Linked DNA regions of Rattus norvegicus: all the other regions are linked to region 3. Evidence: chromatin contacts called from public Hi-C data. All regions are on one chromosome and are shown on one strand. Each heading gives the region's core, a stretch centred on a gene start, on an enhancer-like site or on the middle of the called end of the contact. The rest is flanking DNA. Distances are from core to core; before and after follow the strand shown. Region 1 holds the start of Vim (vimentin). Region 2 holds the start of Trdmt1 (tRNA aspartic acid methyltransferase 1). Region 3 overlaps Cubn (cubilin).

Region 1 (4,045 bases), core at 1,344-3,843, 180 kb before region 3:
CTACTTAATAAAAAGAATCTAAGAACTTAAATGGTGGTAACATTCATTTCTGACTCCGGCTAAGCCCTCAAAAAGATATAAATGATATTGGACTAACCTTGAAGAAGTTTAAGGAAATGTGCATTTCATTTAAATGAAACAGTGTTATTTGGTCCACACATAAGATATGGTGCACATTAATTCAATGCTTTGCAGAAAGCATTCCTTGGGTGATAAGCATAAATGCCCAGTGACTAAAAAGATCCTCATATTCGTCTACTGCCATTAAGGATGCAAATACCTTCAGAATGTCCCCCTAGATCATTCATCTGGAGAGTTATGCTGTTGATCCTAACAAGTGTTCCAAACGACAAGCCTGTACTGGCCATCCGTCCGCTTTGGGGTGCCTAACTTTGGAACAGAAACAAACAAATCCTCCCTTGCGATAACACTCCATTCTTCGGTTTAGGGTTTAATTCTGTCTGTGGAGGGCGCTAAAGAGTCTACAACCCCATAAAAGGGGGCCTTTCCAAAAATGAGGGACGACTTTAGCTTTAAGAACTTCCTACACTGCATACCTCACAAGCCTGGTCCAGACACTAGATAACGGATGTTAGCAAATACTTGTGTCCAACTGGAACTGTGGTTACATCATTACATATTCAATAAGAATGTAGCCTGTTGCAAAGCTGCTCTGGGAACACAAAGGCCCCTATTATTTCTGTCCAGAGCCAGCGCAATTGCCAGAACGTCCCTCTCCACATTCCATAGTGAAGCCCATAGAAACCTTTAACACCCTTCTGCCACGGGAACAGATGGCTTCTTTTCTCCCTGGTTAGATTACAAAAATAGTTGTGCAATGACTCTTCGGCTAATACAGTACCGAACTTCGAAGGAAGAAAGGGAACTTGGCTGAATTCCAGTTAAACTTTCTCATCCTCCAGAATATTCTACATTTCCAGCTTGAGGAAGCCACTGTGCTTTTTTTATGACCTTGTGAAAGTTAGCCAACTTCACTTTCACAATCCGCATTGTAGTCAAATTGTAGCCATTCGATATCAGAATGTCAATATGTTTCAAAAATGAAAGCAGAAAATGTTTCTGCGGTGTATTGTGTGTGTGGGGGAGGGGTGTAAGAAAAATCTGGAAAGGAAGCAGAAAATAAAGCCTTCATGTTCCAAGGATTGGCTGGAATAGTGGAGTTTTTCAATGTGTGCACTTTCCGCCGCTAGGGGGCTTTACACGCAGACGTGAAGTTCTGCACCTTTTAAAACGTGGGCGAAGTAACTTTTAGAAGCGCGTGCGGTTGGCTCCGTGGAGCTGCGGGCTGCATGTGAAAAAGGAGTCTACAGACCTGTCTGAATGACTGCAGGGTGCTCTCGGCTTCCTCCCTCTGGAGCATCTCCTCCTGCAATCTGAAGCAGCAGCACATTAACCAAAGGGGAACTGGGAAACGGCCAGGGGCGGGGCGGCCACACCCAACCACTAACGCTGGCTTTGAGGCCAGGGCTGCTGTGACAGACACCTCCACCCACAGCAGTGACGGCAACTTGTCGAGCTGGCAGCTCTCTGCAGGTGTTAGGTGGAGCTGGGGCACACTGAAAAAGGCAATCAGTGCCCTTCCCAACAATCACAGCCAGTCCCCTGTCCCAGCGTCCCAGTTGCCTTTGCCATCTCTTTGTCTGGAAACCTTCACACCCATTCTTTCGTTCTGTCTGGTAACTGTAAGCTCACCAGATGGACCTAACAAACTTTCTAAAAGTTCAACTGAAGTGCTTGAGTGGGGAGAAGAGAGAAATGTTCACTGCAAAGTTTAGGTTCAGGGTGGGGCCCGCTTCCTCTGCTATCCCCCAGACAACCGCCACCCCAGCCACATCCCTAAGGGCGTGGCAGCCCCAGCGCCAGGCCCAGGACTCCCCTCCCTCCCACACCCACACCCACACCCCACCACTCGCGTGGGTCAGGCCTTACTTTTCTCGCAGCCGCATGATGTCCTCGGCCAGGTTGTCCCTCTCCACCTCCACACGGGCCTTGTCATTGGTGAGCTGATCCACCTGCCGGCGCAACTCCCTCATCTCCTCCTCGTAGAGGTCGCCCAGGCGCGACTTGCCCTGGCCCTTAAGCTGCTCGAGCTCGGCCAGCAGGATTTTGTTCTGCTGCTCGAGGAAGCGCACCTTGTCGATGTAGTTGGCGAAGCGGTCATTCAGCTCCTGCAATTCCACCTTCTCGTTGGTGCGGGTGTTCTTGAACTCGGTGTTGATGGCGTCGGCCAGCGAGAAGTCCACGGAGTCCTGCAGCAGCCGCACGCCGGGCACGCTGCTCCGCAGGCGCACGGCGGAGGACCGGGTCACATAGGCGCCACCCGGGGACGAGGAATAGAGGCTGCGGCTAGTGCTGGGGCGCAGCGCGCTGCCTAGGCTGTAGGTGCGGGTGGATGTGGTCACATAGCTCCGGTTGGAGCTGGGCCGGCTCGATGTGCCGGAGCCACCGAACATCCTGCGGTAGGAGGACGAGGACACGGACCTGGTGGACATGGCTTCGAAGGACGAGGTGGCCTGGCTTGCTGCGGCTGCAAGATCTGCAAGAAGAGAGCGAGGGCGCAGTGGCTGTGAACCGTAGGAGCGCTGGGGTCTCTGGGGGGTCCAGGAGCAAGAGTGGCAGAGGGACTGGACCCCGCCAAGGGCGCTGCTTTTATAACACTGTTAGGAAAGAGGGTCCCCTCCCACTGTCATCCTAGCCGCCGAATGAGCCAGCCAATGGGGACCCGGAGAGAAGTGAGGAAGGAGTGGGGCGGGGGGGGGCTCCCCTCGAGCCTTCCTCCTGGGCTTTCGGGGATCGAGCACAGTCCTGTTATTACTTGGAAGTCTTAGGACTTTCAGGGGTTTTCCGGATGATCACCCCAACTCTCTGCTCACCCTTGGGTGCTGAGAAAGAAGGGATCGCGGGGAGGATTCGTGGGGGAAGGGGGGCTCCGGAAAGTTGTGTAAATCGGTCCCTGGCACTGAGCCAAAGGGGCGTGGGCCTAGGCGCGCCGGTAGGAGGGGCGCGGTCGCAAAGCTGCGGTCTTCTGGGACTGGGTGGGTGGGGAGATCTGTGAGCCGGGGAGCGGGAAGAGCCTGCAAGAGCGGTGTTGCAGATCGGAAGGCGGGGAGAGAGAAACAAAGAGGGCCTGAGATTGGGGGTGGAGAAGCACACAGCCCAAGATATCTAGCTCAAGGCCGGGCGCTCGCTCGGATCCTTTACAGAGGTTTGGGGTGGTCGTACCCCCTGATCTAACGGACTCCGTGCAACTCCAGAGGATCAGGATCCACTGCCTCTGGAGGAAAGCCCAGGGGACAGGGGTGGGGTCGCTGAGTCAGTGTCTGTGTCTCATGGATCCCTGAGGGTGAGATCGGCTAGCGGTTCAGGAAAACCGTTAGTTGAGATTGACTCCAGACTCCAAGAGCGCTGAACTCGCTGTCCCAAGTTTTAAACCAACTTTGAGCGTGGCCGCTCTGGTTATTATTGTGGGAGTGTGGAGGGTTCTCTTTAGGAAGAAACTCATGCAGACCCGGGGGAGTCACAAAACACATCCCATTCCTCCCAGACCACAAAAGCACTCAGAAAGGCTTTTCTAGCTAAGTCTCCCTGCCGCCCTTCCCTCTTGTCTCTTCTTCCTGCATGAAACCACACCCTAAGTTCTGGGTGAAAGAGGAAACTACTTTGGTAATTTCAAAAGCAAGCTCAGTGATCACGGGCTTTTCTGAAAAGTGGACTTCATTAGAAGATAACCCAAGCCGGACAAGAATTCATTAGGTGTTGCTAAAATATCCAATTCGATGAATGAGTTCGGATGAAAGGTAGTTATGTAACTCAAGTGATAAACCGAAGAAGCAGATTTGTGTAGATTTTAGAGCAGCGATGCAGGGGGAAAGATTCTAGTGACTCGTCTGGACAATGTCACAGATCCTGTTTTCCACAAAGAAACGTCATGAAATCTAACTTGAAACGGAGACAACTGTGCACAGAACAAAGGGTTCAGAGTGTGTCCAGATCCAGAGACTGTCACCTTTTCAGAGGGAAAAGG
Region 2 (4,669 bases), core at 854-3,353, 150 kb before region 3:
TACTAACTCAGCAATGATTTGTTGGAACTGCAAAGCACTCAGTAACCATCTCTTCTCTCTCCCTCTTCATGATGAAGAAATCAGGTTATCTCGAAGTCACACAACCAGTTACTGTCAATGTCAAGGCTAAATCCTAGTTTCAAGTTACCCTTCTATCATGTAACACCCTTTCCTATCAAAATACATGACTAACAAGTACAGAAAACATAAAGGACAATGCTTATTGGCCATTTAAAAAGTTGAGTCTTAAGTCTGATTAGACAGTGTTTGTCTATTTTCACAGAGTTTATGCCACCATTGCACTAACACAACTTTCAGACAGGACAGCAGTGTATATCAAAGGGTTTGCGGCTGGGTTGGCGGTTATGTTTCTCCTTTGGTAGCTAGGATGCAGTTACTTCCTAGATCAAAGAGGTTAGCATGCTGAGGCGGAGGCTCTACATAGGCACCAACTTGACTTCTTCATGCTCCATGAGTTGTATAAATGTTGTCTTCAGCCATGGGGACTTGCTGTCAGTTTGTGGAGAACAACTTATAGTTTCGGCAACAGCTTTGTTGTTTGAGAGTTTCCATGGGCTCCCTTTGGCCAAAATGACTTCTAATGACGTTCCCCTATCCTCATAGATCAGTGCCTTGCTCGGCTCTCACCAGAGAAGCTTTCAACTGTAGCAGAGCAGAACAAATGCAGAGACCCACAACCAGACACCATGTAGAGAGTGCAAGGCCTTGGAATGCTCAGTGGTAAATGGGATGTCTCCATCAATCCCCTCCCTAAGGGCTCAGGAAACCCCGTGGAAGAAGAGATGGGACGAGTGTAAGAGCCAGGGGGGACAGAGGACACCAAGCAACCAAGGCCCTTTAAATCAACACGATCAGCACACATTGAACTCAAAGAGATTGACGCAGCCTGCACCAGATGGGGCCCTAGAGCTGAAAGGAGAAATGGGCACCCGTCCTATCCCTAACTCAGAACTGATACCCGATTGATCACCTCCTGCGAATGAAAATTTAGTTTCCTCCAAAGGAGCATCACTGGGAAAACAAACCGCTCTTAAGAGTAGGCTGTATGCCCAACAGTAGGTGGGCGACAGAAAATGAAGTCAGTAGCATCTTTGGAGAGTCTTTGCCATATAATGTTGTGTCAGGGCCCCTCCTCCTTTAATTTTTAGCTTATGTTTTATTTTATCTATATATTTTCTTCTCCCTTTTCCCCTACTTTTTCTTTGCATGTCCTATTATGGTTTCCAATTTAGTGGTTTTATGAGTGCGCAAATGAGTTTTTCTCTTTCTTGTGCCTTTTCTTGTGCTTTTTTTCCTTCTGTTTGCTTTGCTCAATACTGATGTGTGAGTTTTTGTTTTATCTTACTTTATTATCTCATAGAAGCTCATTTGTTTTCTAATGAGAGACAGAAAGGGGGTGGATCTTGATGGGGGTGGGGAAGAGCTAGGGGTACTTTAGTAGAGGAGGAGGAGCTGTAATCAGGATACATTATGTGATGAAGAAAATCTATTTTCAACAAAAGAAAAAAAAACCAGCGTATGCTGGGGTAAATAGGATAAATCCTATTTTCATTTATAGCAAACATCCTCTTTATTATTAATGGGCCAATAAGGCTCGGCCTTAAGCACTTGTAATTCTGGAGCTTTCTTTAGGAAAGAGCCTGGTAGGATTTAACTTCATACTCTTAGCACAGGAACACCAGGGAGCATATAGATGTGTGCCTAAAATTCCTCAAAGAAATGCTCGATCAGGTCAGACTTGAAAAGAACAAAAGGAGCCCGAGGGGTTTTTTGTTTGTTTGTTTGTTTTTAAGACTATTCTAATCAGTAATTTACTTCGAAGCCAATGGCAGTTTCAGCTTTCTACTGAGGGGTCTCTTTCTCACTCAAGTCCGCAGAAAACACAAAACAAGGAAGAAAAAGCACAAATCAGGCTAAGGAGCGGCAGGAAGCGGGAGCCTCTCACTCGCCCTGCTAGCTCCCAGGCTCCAAATCTGCTCTCAATCTGCAGCCAGTTGCGGGGAACTGAAAAGCTGCGGAACCAGAAGTGAAGGGAGCGGAGAGGACGTGGGGGGAGTAAAAGAAGCGTTGGACCGGTAGGCCTAGTTTCCAGGCCGCGGTCGCGGTTGCGAGAGGATGGAACCTCTGCGTGTCCTGGAGCTGTACAGTGGCATTGGGGGCATGCACCACGCGCTGCGAGGTGAGCGGACAGACAGCTTTTCTTAGATTCACTTGGGCCCACAAGTTCCGGCTCTCGCGCCACCGAGGGCGGAGCGGCGGGGCGGGACCTGCTGCGGCCGACCTCGGTTGCCCTGGAAACCACCTTAGTGCGCTTCCCGGGTCCGCCCCTCCAGGCTGTGACTCCCCTACTCTGGCCCCAAGCTTTGTAGCCTAAACAGGCCGGCGCCCCAGGGTACTGTTTGTGAGATGGCATTCTTGGGCCCCTGCAGCCAAATGAACCCAAGTTGCTTCAAAGTTAAGGCAAGGGGCGAGCCCTTTGCCCAATGCTAAGACCCAAATTCTAGGTTGGCTGTCACTGAGCTTGGAAGAGGTCACGAAAGTGGGCAGGGGTGGGTTGGAACAGGAGGATAACTACATTTCAAGATAGGAATTTACAAGTATTAGGGTGAAAGGGGAACAAAAGGGGTTACGTCTGTGGAAATAAGTATGCTTTCTGCAGGCCTACGCGGATGCCAGAGAACTGAAGTCAATTTTTGCTATACAGTGTGACTGGCTTTACAGTTTTGACTCTCTTATTTGGTTTTTAAATACGTGAAGCAGAACTTTCAGAAAGGGACCTCTCGAGAATTAAAAACAGCAATGTGCCTGACACGTTGTAGCTACTTAGAAATTAGTTTGCTGTCACTTTGGTTTTGAGGCTTCTTAATTTCTTTGCTATCTATCCACTTTTGTGATAACTCATATTTACTTAGTGAACTCCATTGACAGCATGTCTGTTCTGAAGTTGCTAAGACTAAGACGAATGCAAAACGGAAACTTCTTTGCTTTGTTTTTAGTAACAAGAGGCTAGGTGGATCTATTTTCAGCAAATATTGACTTTTAATCCAATACTAGGCTAGAAATATTTCATGTTTTACCACTTTTCTGGTCTTTACATTAATTTATCATATTAAAATTAAGCAAATTAGGGAAGCTTGTACTATCTGCGCTATTAACTTTCTAAGGTTGTATAATTTTAGCTTTCCCCCCATAACTTGAAACCTTTTAATTAACAGGGTTTTAAAAGCCACTTAGTGCTTTATTAGAAGTCATGAACAACAACTATTTACTCTTTGAACTTGTAGATTTCTTCTAATCCCCACCCCCACCCCAAACACAGTATGCTGCAAAAAAATCCTTAAGTGTAAATCTTGATTTTTTTTCCTTGAAATGTGCTTATGAATTTTAGATTAATTCATCCTACAGTGAACATTAGAATCACCTGTCTATAGCCCTGTCTTGGCTGGACTGTGGGTTCTGTTTTCTGTCTACCCAGAGCCCTCTGGTCTAGCCTCAGTGGGAGCTCAGTGGGATTTTTGTATTCCTTCACTCTTGTAAGTCCCTTCTTAGTTCTAGCTTTTACTTTTGCTGCTGTTGCCTCTCAGAGATTGCAAACCCAAACTTTTCTACAAGACTTGTTCACCCATCTTATGTTAGTTAGTGTATGACCTGTTAAGAGATACTTTCCCTGTTATCCAAAATAACTTTTCCTGTTACCAAAGCTCCCTGTATCTTTGGTTTGAGGATTGCTTATAAAAGAGGTCTTAATCATATTAACTAATAACCATTAGTTAATATTTAATTATTGAGCTTTTTTTTTTTTTTTTGGTTCTTTTTTTCGGAGCTGGGGACCGAACCCAGGGCCTTGCGCTTCCTAGGCAAGCGCTCTACCACTGAGCTAAATCCCCAACCCCATTATTGAGCTTTTTTAGTGTTTATATGTTTGATGAATGTTGGTTTTAATTTATGTAAAGAAGTACATTCTGGCGTTTTTCTTGTATTTACGTAGCTAATAAAGATTAATAACAGTGACAGCTGTCTTAACTTTTACTAAGGGCATCTACATGTAAGGGCCTGTTTTGAGTCTGTAATAAGCTTAGTGTTAGTTAGAGCCAGTGTCCTAACTGAGGTCTGCCCAGCAGATCTTTTAACCACACTGCCCTGCTGCTATCTTTGATTCTGTTCACTGACTTACTTGAAGAGCAGTAGTAAGAATATTGAATGCTAGTTTGTCCATTTCTAGATAATGTTGTAATGGAATATTTTATCGTTGTGAATGTGTGTGTTTACACATATATGCACACTGTAAAATGTATCATTTTATGTTTCAGTGTACAGATCAGCAACTGCAAGTGTGCTTACAAAGTAGACAACTGTAGACAATATTAGTTTTCAGAACATTTTCAATATCACAGACAGAGGCATTACACCCACTTAAAAATATTTCTGTACCTCTCTTCGTGAAGACATTGAGGTCTCCATCCAACTTTGTTTGTCCTTGAGAATTATCTCTTCTAGGTACCTCATAAGTAGAATGAACTAACTGTTCCGTGATGTGTAGCTTAACAATTTACTGTGTTTACAAAGGTCATGTGTGTTGTCGTGTGTGTCAGTGCCTCATTCCTTCTTATGGCTGGATTTATATTGCCGTATATAGAACAGCATTGTC
Region 3 (4,202 bases), core at 1,222-3,721:
GAACCCAGTTGCCTCTCATTGCTCTGCCCGGATAAAATGAGAGAGGGTCAAAGAGAGTAGAGAGTACTTTACAGAAAACTTTAACCCTTACAAATCATGTGGTATGAAGAAGCAGGTTCTCGGGCTGTCCCCCTGACGGTGGGTACAGTCACTAGGAATTACATTCAGCACCCCAGTTCCCTCTGCAAGGAGTCAGTGGTGAGAGGAAAGGAGTCAGGGCCGAATCTGGAGGTCTCGAGTCAAATCCACTGCCCTTTCAGCAGCGGTCCCGCCACTATGTGATGCTTACATCTTATAGGAGGAGTGGTGTTTAAGACAGAACAAGTACCTCCCAAAAGTCACCCTCAGAGTTTGAAGAAAGACCACCAACACTAACCCATGGGAGGCTGAAATTTTTCTTCTACCAGCAAGGACACTAGTTGGTTGCATAAAACCTGTGACACTTACAGAAGGCTGGCCTCCGATTCTCTGCTAGGAACACACCCTGTTCCAGGTCCAAGCGCTTCATTTTCATACTCCAAGTACATGTGATTGGTGCCCGCTTGGCAAGGCATAAGTGGAGCCATTGTGCTTTGGGCCTTGTCACACCCATTACATGAAAAGGCAGAGACAGGCTATTCTGTATACGCAGCCTTGGGAGCATAGGGCAGCAGAGACTCCAGGCAGCAACTGTCAGGGGTAGATGGTTCTGTGCCAGCCCAAAGATGTCTGTGAGAAGAGGTGGCAGCCCGCTTGAGTTTACATTGATTTGGACAAGGTGCTAGTTCTGTGGGCTCCTAAGTTCTCTTAAGGACAGAGTTTTAAGGAATATGTCAAGACCCCTAAGGCTGTGAAGAGTAACTCCTTGGCCTTTCATTCAGAAATCTTTTTCATATCCCTGCCAGTGCTCAGCTTGGACGGAACGTTCTGTAGTGAGTTAATGTTAAAATGGGCATGAGGACATTGGTGTTGTTTTGTTTTGATTTGATTTTTTGCTGTTTTATTTCTTTCCTTAGTCTCACAATATATTGACAGTCAGTTTCCAAGTCTGCTACCCAGATGGGTGTATGATCCAGAAACAAAGTTAACTTTCTCAACTTGCACATATCGCCGCGCCCCACCCCCCTTTTTTAATCCTGCTAAGCAAAGCCAAATAAAACTTTCCATCTCTAGACATTGGATATTTTGGGGTCCACTAAGTCTTACCAGGACCCATTTCTTCCCCTGGAGTCACTGTCCAGAAAGCAGCCGGTCACACAAAGCAACTGTCATACAGCTACTCACGACCCTGGAATGCTGACTTGATCTTCCAAATAAATGGAGCTAACAGAGCAGAAAGCATTGTTCAGAACAGATTAACACTGCAGGCTTTGAAATACTCTCTATCCTGGGCATTGGCTAAAAACACACTTTAATTTCTGATTTGCACACCATTTCTTCCTCCCCACAGGGTTTAGTCACACGCTGGAGTGGAATGAATCACACCCTGAAATTCTTTCCGTCCTTCCCCACTTGTGACCATGTGCTAACTGACCGTTTTATTTATGAACACCGAAAAAAACATCGACATTCTGTTGCTTCGGTTATGGAACACTGGGGACTGAACAGTCCCCACCGAACTTCGGTCCCCCTGGTGTCTCTGCTGCCCTATGTTCCCAAGCTGCTTTTGTTTTCAGTCTCCAAGAGAGTTCTGTGCAGAGCCTGGATCAGCACCCAGGGGAGGAAATCTCCTCCCTGGCACAATAAAACAAGACAATTGCTTGGTGTGGGCAGTTAGCACAGCCAGGGCCTCTCAGCAGTGGTCATTTGTGAGTTCAGTCCGGCACCAGGGGAAGCAAAGAATGTCAGAAGTGGCGGTGTTTATTCTTTTGCGGGCTTCTAGGCCTAGCCAACTCAGCCATTATTTTACGATCTCAAGGGGATAGATGAACGAGGAAAAACAAAGATTATTTTGCCGACTTCTAGGTTTCTTTGTCAGCGCCTAGGGCCAGCTCTGTGTTTTCTGGAAATATGGGCTGGTGGCAGCCAGCACCCCCCTGATTAGGAGCACAGGCTGCTGGCTGCAAGTGCTAGAGACTGAAACCTGGACAGGAAGGAAAGACAGACATGGGGAAGGGGCTCTTGATAAGAGGAGCTTCCATTCACATGTGTATATGTAGAATGGGCCAAAGGAGGCCCTTCCTGAAGCCCTGTTTTTATGGCCCTTTTGGGGCCTCACAAACAGTAAACATCAACTCCTCCTAATGAAAATAATAAGCCCAGAGCATTTGCTGGCTTCAATCCTTTGCAATTACTGGCCTTGCGCTCAGCCCTCTGGGAAAGAGCAGTTTCTTCTTACTTTAATTCCTGCTTTGCTGGGGGGAAGGGAGGGTGGATTAAACAGACAAAGAAATCATTATAGATTTAAGCCATGCACTCCTCCTCCATAGGAGGGTTCTTGTTCTCACTGTCTCCCCCAGGGAACTCTCCAGTGAGTTTCCCCGTCAGTCAGCTGAGGGCTTGAGAGTGAGTAAGGAAGGGAGGGAATTCGGGTGGAGCAGGAGGAAAGAGGCCCATTGAGCAGTGAAGGGTTGCTGCCCTGTTGAGCTGCCTTCCTGCCTGGCTTTGGCCCTGGGTGCTGCGAAGGCCTCAGACACAAACGTACATGAAAACTGTCATCCAAAGTGGTCTGTCTTCTACAAAGCAACTCTGATGAGACCTTGGAGATGGGAGTAGAGGTGTCAGTGTTTTTTCTTTAAGCTTTATCCTCCCTTCACCCCTACTTCCAGGCACACGTAAGAAAAGTGTCCAGCGTGTGAGTTCTGCGGGAATAGTGCTGAGGAAAGGAAAACCTTTTTCTCTAGAATGTACCATCGAGTTGAGGGATCCCAGTCAGTCATACACTTGGGCAAATTTGGAGACACCTGTGAGTTTCCACATGGGAGCTAGGAGATCCTGGCCATACTCTTCAGTGCTGACATTGGAGAATGCATGCTACTCCCGAGATGCCCAGAATACACTTTTGCAGGCTGTATTTTGACTTCCTCTGAAGAAACAAACCTGCTATGCTTGACTTTTACATCTTGTAAAATATCCAATTTTCAGGATAGATGAGATTTCCTAAAAGTGTAACTGGAGAATCTACAGCCTTCAGTGAACTCAACATTCAATAGCAAAGCCAGCTCTCACCTGAGACTTCCAAGATTTAGAAAATCAATCTTTATACTGTATTATATGCAATGTCTCTCCAGAGAAAGCAAGAATCCCCAGACCAATGAAAAAGAAGAAAGCAAAAGATAGGGAACGTTCTAGAGCAATCTGGGTGTTTTCCGTCTGATGAAGCACATAGGTATTTTGTAAGTGATTGAAAGTGTGTGTTCTAAGGCAATGGGAGTGCCTATAACTATTCAGTTCAGGTTTATAGTTCATCCTACCAAGGAAGACTGAGTACCATCAGTAATCATAATAGATTCTAAGAACTAGTTGGGAAAAGAACTCAAAACAGGGCTGATATGCCTAGATGTATCTTTCGACTAATGTCTTTTTTTTTTTTTTTTGTATCCTTGTTAGATCTATGCAGGTCTTGATTTTAACTCTCCAAGAATAGCCCAACTGTGTTCCCAATCACCGTCAGCGAACCCCATGCAGGTCTCCAGCACTGGCAATGAACTAGCAATCCGATTTAAGACGGATAGCACTTTAAATGGAAGAGGTTTCAATGCCTCGTGGCGAGCAGTCCCTGGAGGTAGGTGAACTTACGGAGGCAACCCAAAAGCCTTTGAGCAGAAGCCTAGGTGAAGTTTACAAAATTATTGGAAGAAGACATGAGAGTGATCCCCTGATGACTTTTTGACTTCTCGAGTAACAAGTATTGCTTTGAGACATGGTGTTCTTTAAATATCACGACAGTTTTCTGGTTCATGTAAGAGCAGAATCGAGGTGGTTCGAGAGACTTGTTAGCTGAACACATGACTAGTTCCTATTCTCCAGGTGACATCAGTAAGTTGTTGGAGATTGTACTAATGATTTGATTCAATCGGGAATCTGCATGTCCGGACGCTGAAGGTCCTTGTCCCCAATTGGTTTTTGACCGATTAATAAAGATGCCAATGGCCAATGGCTGGGCATGGGGCAGGACACTTAGAGTTGCACAGGTAGGATGCAGAAAGGAGCGGGAGATTCACCATGACTCGGGGAAGAAGGATGGGACGCAGTAGCAGCAAGAAATAAAGCCAACCAGACAT

What was found. Hi-C and Micro-C count contacts between places; a contact is called where the count stands out from the background.
Region 1: a Hi-C map of Schwann cells shows a contact between it and region 3, with 2.7 times the contacts expected there. The contact joins the promoter of Vim here to the enhancer-like site in region 3. A contact is called at or near these places in 2 of 12 Hi-C or Micro-C datasets (Schwann cells and psoas muscle) and 1 of 1 datasets of contacts at active chromatin or transcription factors (oligodendrocytes).
Region 2: a contact with region 3 is called in a Hi-C map of Schwann cells, with 3 times the contacts expected there. The contact joins the promoter of Trdmt1 here to the enhancer-like site in region 3. A contact is called at or near these places in 4 of 12 Hi-C or Micro-C datasets (Schwann cells, hepatocytes, kidney and 1 more) and 1 of 1 datasets of contacts at active chromatin or transcription factors (oligodendrocytes).

What each region holds. Positions count from the first base shown.
Region 1 is chr17:81,575,809-81,579,853 of GRCr8, reverse strand. It overlaps Vim (vimentin), which reads right to left and starts at 2,593. Exons shown (of 9, transcript NM_031140.1): 1 at 1,951-2,593; 2 at 1,334-1,394. The coding sequence starts at 2,513.
Region 2 is chr17:81,551,470-81,556,138 of GRCr8, reverse strand. It overlaps Trdmt1 (tRNA aspartic acid methyltransferase 1), which reads left to right and starts at 2,103. Exons shown (of 11, transcript NM_001031643.1): 1 at 2,103-2,200. The coding sequence starts at 2,137.
Region 3 is chr17:81,399,875-81,404,076 of GRCr8, reverse strand. Cubn (cubilin) reads left to right here. Exons shown (of 67, transcript NM_053332.4): 30 at 3,529-3,703. Among named protein-coding and RNA genes, the nearest start is that of Cubn, 100 kb to the left of the region's middle. Within about 2 kb of position 2,471, at least 55 of the 93 cell types and tissues checked have an H3K27ac peak or open chromatin away from gene starts, as enhancers often do. A contact at or near this core is called in Schwann cells, where this site is marked.